Regions from separate parts of the Callithrix jacchus genome. Here region 1 is linked to region 2. A link is a contact called in public Hi-C data. All regions are on one chromosome and are shown on one strand. Each heading gives the region's core, a stretch centred on a gene start, on an enhancer-like site or on the middle of the called end of the contact. The rest is flanking DNA. Distances are from core to core; before and after follow the strand shown.

Evidence for each region. Hi-C and Micro-C count contacts between places; a contact is called where the count stands out from the background.
Region 1: a contact with region 2 is called in a Hi-C map of skeletal muscle, with 7 times the contacts expected there. The contact joins two enhancer-like sites. A contact is called at or near these places in 2 of 3 Hi-C or Micro-C datasets (both in skeletal muscle).

The regions. Positions count from the first base shown.
Region 1 is chr15:22,905,339-22,908,038 of calJac240_pri, reverse strand. No RefSeq gene overlaps it. Among named protein-coding and RNA genes, the nearest start is that of HES1, 140 kb to the left of the region's middle. Within about 2 kb of position 1,353, at least 9 of the 16 cell types and tissues checked have an H3K27ac peak or open chromatin away from gene starts, as enhancers often do. A contact at or near this core is called in skeletal muscle, where this site is marked.
Region 2 is chr15:22,729,402-22,732,101 of calJac240_pri, reverse strand. No RefSeq gene overlaps it. Among named protein-coding and RNA genes, the nearest start is that of ATP13A4, 220 kb to the right of the region's middle. Within about 2 kb of position 1,306, at least 4 of the 16 cell types and tissues checked have an H3K27ac peak or open chromatin away from gene starts, as enhancers often do. A contact at or near this core is called in skeletal muscle, where this site is marked.

The DNA of each region.
Region 1 (2,700 bases), core at 104-2,603, 180 kb before region 2:
AAGCACTGACCTAATGCTGAAATCATGTACTAGATTTTATTTTTAAATCTTTTTACCCCACAAGCTGACTTTATTCTGGCTGGAGGGCTCCGGAACCTCTGTAACTTCCCCAAGAGGTAATTTCCAGTGCTAATCTCGCTAATGAGGTGTCAGTTATAGGAAAGACTGGTGCCCTGGTTTCTTCTAGGTGGACATTAGAATGTTTCTTCAGAGGGGCCTGTGATGAGACACCACAGAAATGGAAGAATTTATAGCAAGGATGTGATTTCTCACTAAGTGAGCAGGAGAGCCAAAAGATCTCTTTAGAGATCATTAGACAGATGGGGAAACTGAGGCTCAGAGGAGGACAGTGGCTACCCAAGGCCGCAAAGCTGGGCTGGGTTAGAGCCTGGGCCTTGCCGCAGAGCTCACCTGCTTTGGGCTATTCCACACACCTCTGACTTTCTAGATGGTTTCATATTCATGGAATCGTCCTTAAATTCTTCTCACCAAAATTGTACCATAGATTAACTTCAGGGACCCTCACGTCAAAATGTCAAGCAAGAGAGGACCCAGATCATGAGGCCTGCTGAATAATGTGTAAGGGGCGTTTGAACACTCCATTCAGTGGGGCGAGGTCCTCTCTTTCTTTGTGATCAGGGTATGGCTCTCCCTGGCTTCTGAATAAGCAGTGTCCAGGGTTCCTAGGATGACTCGGCCGCAGCAGGCTGTCCACCACTCATGTCCATGGTCACCTTGGTGGGAACCGAGCAAATACTTGCCACTAGAGATGTCAAACCATCCCCCCATCAACCTCACGCCGCACCCCCACCTCCCTGCCCTGCTCCAACCTCGGTCTGTTGTGCAAGAGCCAAAGGGGACTTGTGATCACGGAGCCACACGCCCAGGCCCAGGAGCTCCATCTGAGGAAAGCACCTAACCCAGAACACAGCACTCCTAACTCCCGGGGCAAGGAGGGGAGGCCAGGCAGTCGGAAGGAAACTCCTGGGCTTTTTATGGAATGCACAAAGCAAAAGGCGAGGGTCTCTGCGTAGGAAAGGACGCATTATTATTTACGGCCTTGGGCTGGAGAGGAGAACACCGAGCTCTCTGCCGCCCGGCGTGTGTGATTCATTTCCTCCGGGGCCTGCGGGGCCGAGGCAGGGCGTGCGCGCCGGCAGCCTCCGGACAGCCGCGCACTCCCGCCCGCTCGTTTATTTATGGGACATTATCAGCGGCTGTGCACCGCGGCGATAAAGTTTATGAAAAGAGGCGGCGTCTCCGGCCGGCGGGCTGGGCCCGGCGCTCCTTTCCCACACTGATTAGGATCAGCCAGGGCTTTGGAAGCTGCAGTTAAGGATCTTGGTGCCCGGGGCCGCGGCTCCCCCTTCCTGCCCCGCCCGCGGGCTGGCCGGCTGCTGGCCCGCGTGGGAGGCGAGGTCAGGGCTGCAGCCGAGGCCCGAGGCCCTTCCCCGGGGAGTGGGAGGAAGGAGGAGGAGGGACGCCGCCCCGTGTGGGGCGGGAGGCGAGGGAGCGGGGAGCTCTGAGGTCCCGGGAAGTGAGACAGCCAGAGAAAAATACCGTCCAAATAAAAATGGGCAGTCCCCACGTTAAAAGATGAACGAGAACTTTTAATTTAATTTTTTATTTTTTTGAAACGGAGACTCGCTCTGTCACCCAGGCTGGAGTGCAGTGGCGCGATCTTGGCTCACTGCAACCTCTGTCTCCCGGGTTCAAGCGATTCTCCAGCCTCAGCCTCCTGAACAGCTGGAGTTACAGGCGCCCACCACCACTACGTGCTAATATTTGTATTTTCAGTAGAGACCAAGTTTCACCATGTTGGTCAGGCTGGTCTCGAACTCTTGACCTCAGGAGATCCACCCGCCTCGGCCTCCCAAAGTGCTCTTGACCTCAGGTGATCCTCCTGCCTTGGCCTCCCAAAGAGCTGGGATTACGGGCCTGAGCCAGCACGCCCGGCCTGAACAGGAATTTTATAGGAATTTTTCTCCTCTGAAAGCGGGGCACCGTCTTCTCCCCCCGTTTACTTTTCTACATTCCTTGCTCCTTTCCCATCGTTTCACCTGCATCCACCGTGTCTTTGCATTACGGCTTGATTCATTTTATCCCTTTTCATAGCTGTGTTTTGTTCCGTCCTTCAGAAGGTAGAAATTGAACATCTACACTGTGGACAACACCTCTAAACACTGCAGAGAGAGATTCAGAGATGAATAGCCCTGGCCCTCAAGGTTCTAACGGTCACAAGCACAGTCCAGTAAAAGCCGCCCAGGGTTATGAGTAACAAGGGCGGACACTACAGCAGGTGCTTGTTTTAGGGACATTGCCTTGTTTCGTCCTCACGGTGACCTCAGGAACACAGTGCCATCATTACATTGTTTAACAGATGGTAAAACGGAGGCCAGAGAGGTGAGTGCCTTGCTTCAGATGACTCAGAAAGGCGGTGGCTGAGCCAGGAAGTGAACTCAGGCAGAATGGTGGCAGAGTCTGTTTGCCTAGCTTTTGAATTTCCCTAACTCTCTAGAACATAGGGTAGTGGAGTGTAGCAGACAGGACCGCAAATCCTGCCTGGAAAAGTCATGGTGGGCTTCCCAGAGGAGGCATCTTTAGGCTGGGGCTTGAAGACAAGGTATTTACCAGACAAATCGTGGAAATAAAGACTATCTTAAACAGAAAAAGCTCCTTATGTGGTCCTGCGTTCTGGGG
Region 2 (2,700 bases), core at 57-2,556:
CAGCAAAAAACACCCCAGTACCAAAAGGCTTTATGGACATCCGGGTACAAGCCGTATTCTACCCCTCCCTGCCCCCCAGCCTCCCACCGTCTTAGAAAGGCAGGACCTCTGTCATCACTGGAAACAACAGCATGTGAATATTTCAACCCAACTCAATACTACTGCTGGGCAAAGGCCACAGGCGTCCAGGGAGCAGAGCCTTTGCAAGTTGGAGGGAGCAGGCCCACACATTCTGCACCATCATCAGGGGTTCTCTTACAATAATGTTTTGTAGCCTGGTTCTGGCAATGCTGCCCCAGACCATTCTCCTCTCAGGACTTCCCCTCCAGTCCGCCCAGAAGCAGAGCCCTGCAGGGCGATAACAGGTGCTTCTGACTTTGGCTTATGAACTCAGCCAATATGGGCCAAGATGAACTCTGATCTAAACAAAAAACTCAAAGTTTTATACAGTTTATCTGTGTGTCTTGCAAGCAACACCACTGTTAGGATGTCAGGGCTGAGAGACCTCAGTTACTGGAACAGACCTTCACCTGATCAATTACCAACAGGAGGCAGAATAGCAACGTGGTAAGGAGCTCACGTTTTGTCACCAGACTGCCTGACTTTGAATCTTGGCAGCTGTGTGATCTTGGATTAAATGTTAACTTATCTGTTCCAGATTTCCTCATCTATAAAATAGAAGTAATCATGATGCTTGCTTCATAAGGTTATTCAGAGGGTTAAACAGAACCATCAGCCTATCCCCCTTAGGAGAATGCCTGGAACCCAGGACCCGCTCTGTAAATGGTAGCTATTGTAATCATCGAATCTGTGGTTAGCATGGAATCTCAATGAAGGGAAGCACTAGGAGCTTGTGGGAGCTACAGACTAGAGGAAAGTGGGGGGTCAGGAAAGGGTTACGGGGTATCTTGAAGTCTAGCAAGAACAGGCAACCTCCTGGGCTCCACATTCTACCTCTTATTTGTTCTGCTGGAGTCCACACTCACATGTAGGGGGACACACACACATGCAACACGTCAGCAGATTTGCAGCTGTCAGGGACATAACATGGGAACAACTGCCAGCAGCTGAGATCCCAGCCCCAGCGCTCACTCTGGCTGCTCCAGCTCCAGCTGTGAGGGCGGAGGAAGACTGGAGCCAAAAGTCAGCCTCCCCCACCCCTGAGAAAATCTCCCCAGATTAGGCAGCTGCCTGCTCTCCCTCCTCCTCCCCCTAGGCTCTCAGCTGGAGGATGGGAAGATGGATAGGGAGGCGAGGAGCCTGAGGCCAGGAAATTGGCTCTCTTTATTCCCATCTTCCTGGAGAGTGAGCAGGAGACCCCCGCCCCGGGAACCCAGTGTCTAGCCTTGCCTACAGCTGTTCTGCTTTTGCAGCCAGGCATCTGTCTGGCTCCATTGTTTCTGAATGTGGGTGAGGAGTGGGCGGAGGGAAGAGCTGCCGTCCAACTCTAACAGGGCTTCTCAGGCGTGGCTGCACGTCAGAGTCATTGGGGAGCTTTGGCTTGGGCCGTGCCTCAGAAGAATTGAAGCAGAATCTCTGGGGTAGGGCTTGGGCACTGGTATTTTTTTAAAGCTTCCTGGGTGATGGTAATGAGTACCTAGGGTTGAGAAAGATGGACAGATAAGGAAAACTAACTTGCAGGAGTCATAAACCACAGACCTTCAGATCCAAATGGAACTTTGGAAACTGTCACCCCAACACCCTTATTTTATAGATGGGAAAATGTAAGGGCTGGGGAGGAAACATGGTAAGTCTAGGCTGAGTGAGGTGTGGCAGAGCAGAGAGAGAGCCCACGAGTCCTGATTCTAAGTCCAGTGTTATTTTCATGATGTGCATCATGACAAAGTTTAGAAATGGCCCTTGAACACACGTGCCTTGAAGGGTAGTGCTATTAATAGTTGCTACCAAGAGTATAAAAATGACCAGGCACCTGACACCAAAGAGCTGGACAGAGGGGCAGACATGAACCACTGTCTGTCACCACCTGGCCTTGGGCAGATAAGGGGTTACTAGATGAGGGCCCACACTTGCTGGCTCATTCTCTCCACCTACCCAGCTGTGGATCTTAACTCTTACGGCTGCTACCAGTACAGCAATCCCACTCTTAGGCCTGTGCAAGAGGAGTCCTGAACTCTCTAGGACCATGCCCATGCCCATGCCCATGCCCATGGGTAAGAAGCCCAACAACTCAAGAGCACACGGCTACCAGGAGCTTACATTCCTTAGTATAGTCCTTACCCTGAGCATCTGGGACCCCTAAATTACCTGCCAAAACACTACTAGCCAGCTCTGGGGCTTACATGGGTTTTTCTTCAGGTTTGCTTTCCCAAGTATTGCTTACACAGCCAGTGCATATACCCCTAAGCCCAGGATATGTTGCCAATGTGGGTACCTTTAAGCCTAGGTAGGGACCACCAGGGGATACACAGCCCCAGTGTGTGCACCCCTAGGTCCCTGAGCCATCAACGGATACACAGCCCCAGTGTGTGCACCCCTAGGTCCCTGAGCCATCAACGGATACACAGCCCCAGTGTGTGCACCCCTCAGCCTAGGTGCCAGCACAGGATAGTTGCTTTCGAGGGATTTGGAAGAGGACCTGATCTTCTGAGCTGGGTGCCTAACTATGTCCGGATAGGGCTGCACAAGGCTCCTTGTGGACAGGGACATTGCTGGAGAAGGAATGGGAAGGGGGTCGGGCAT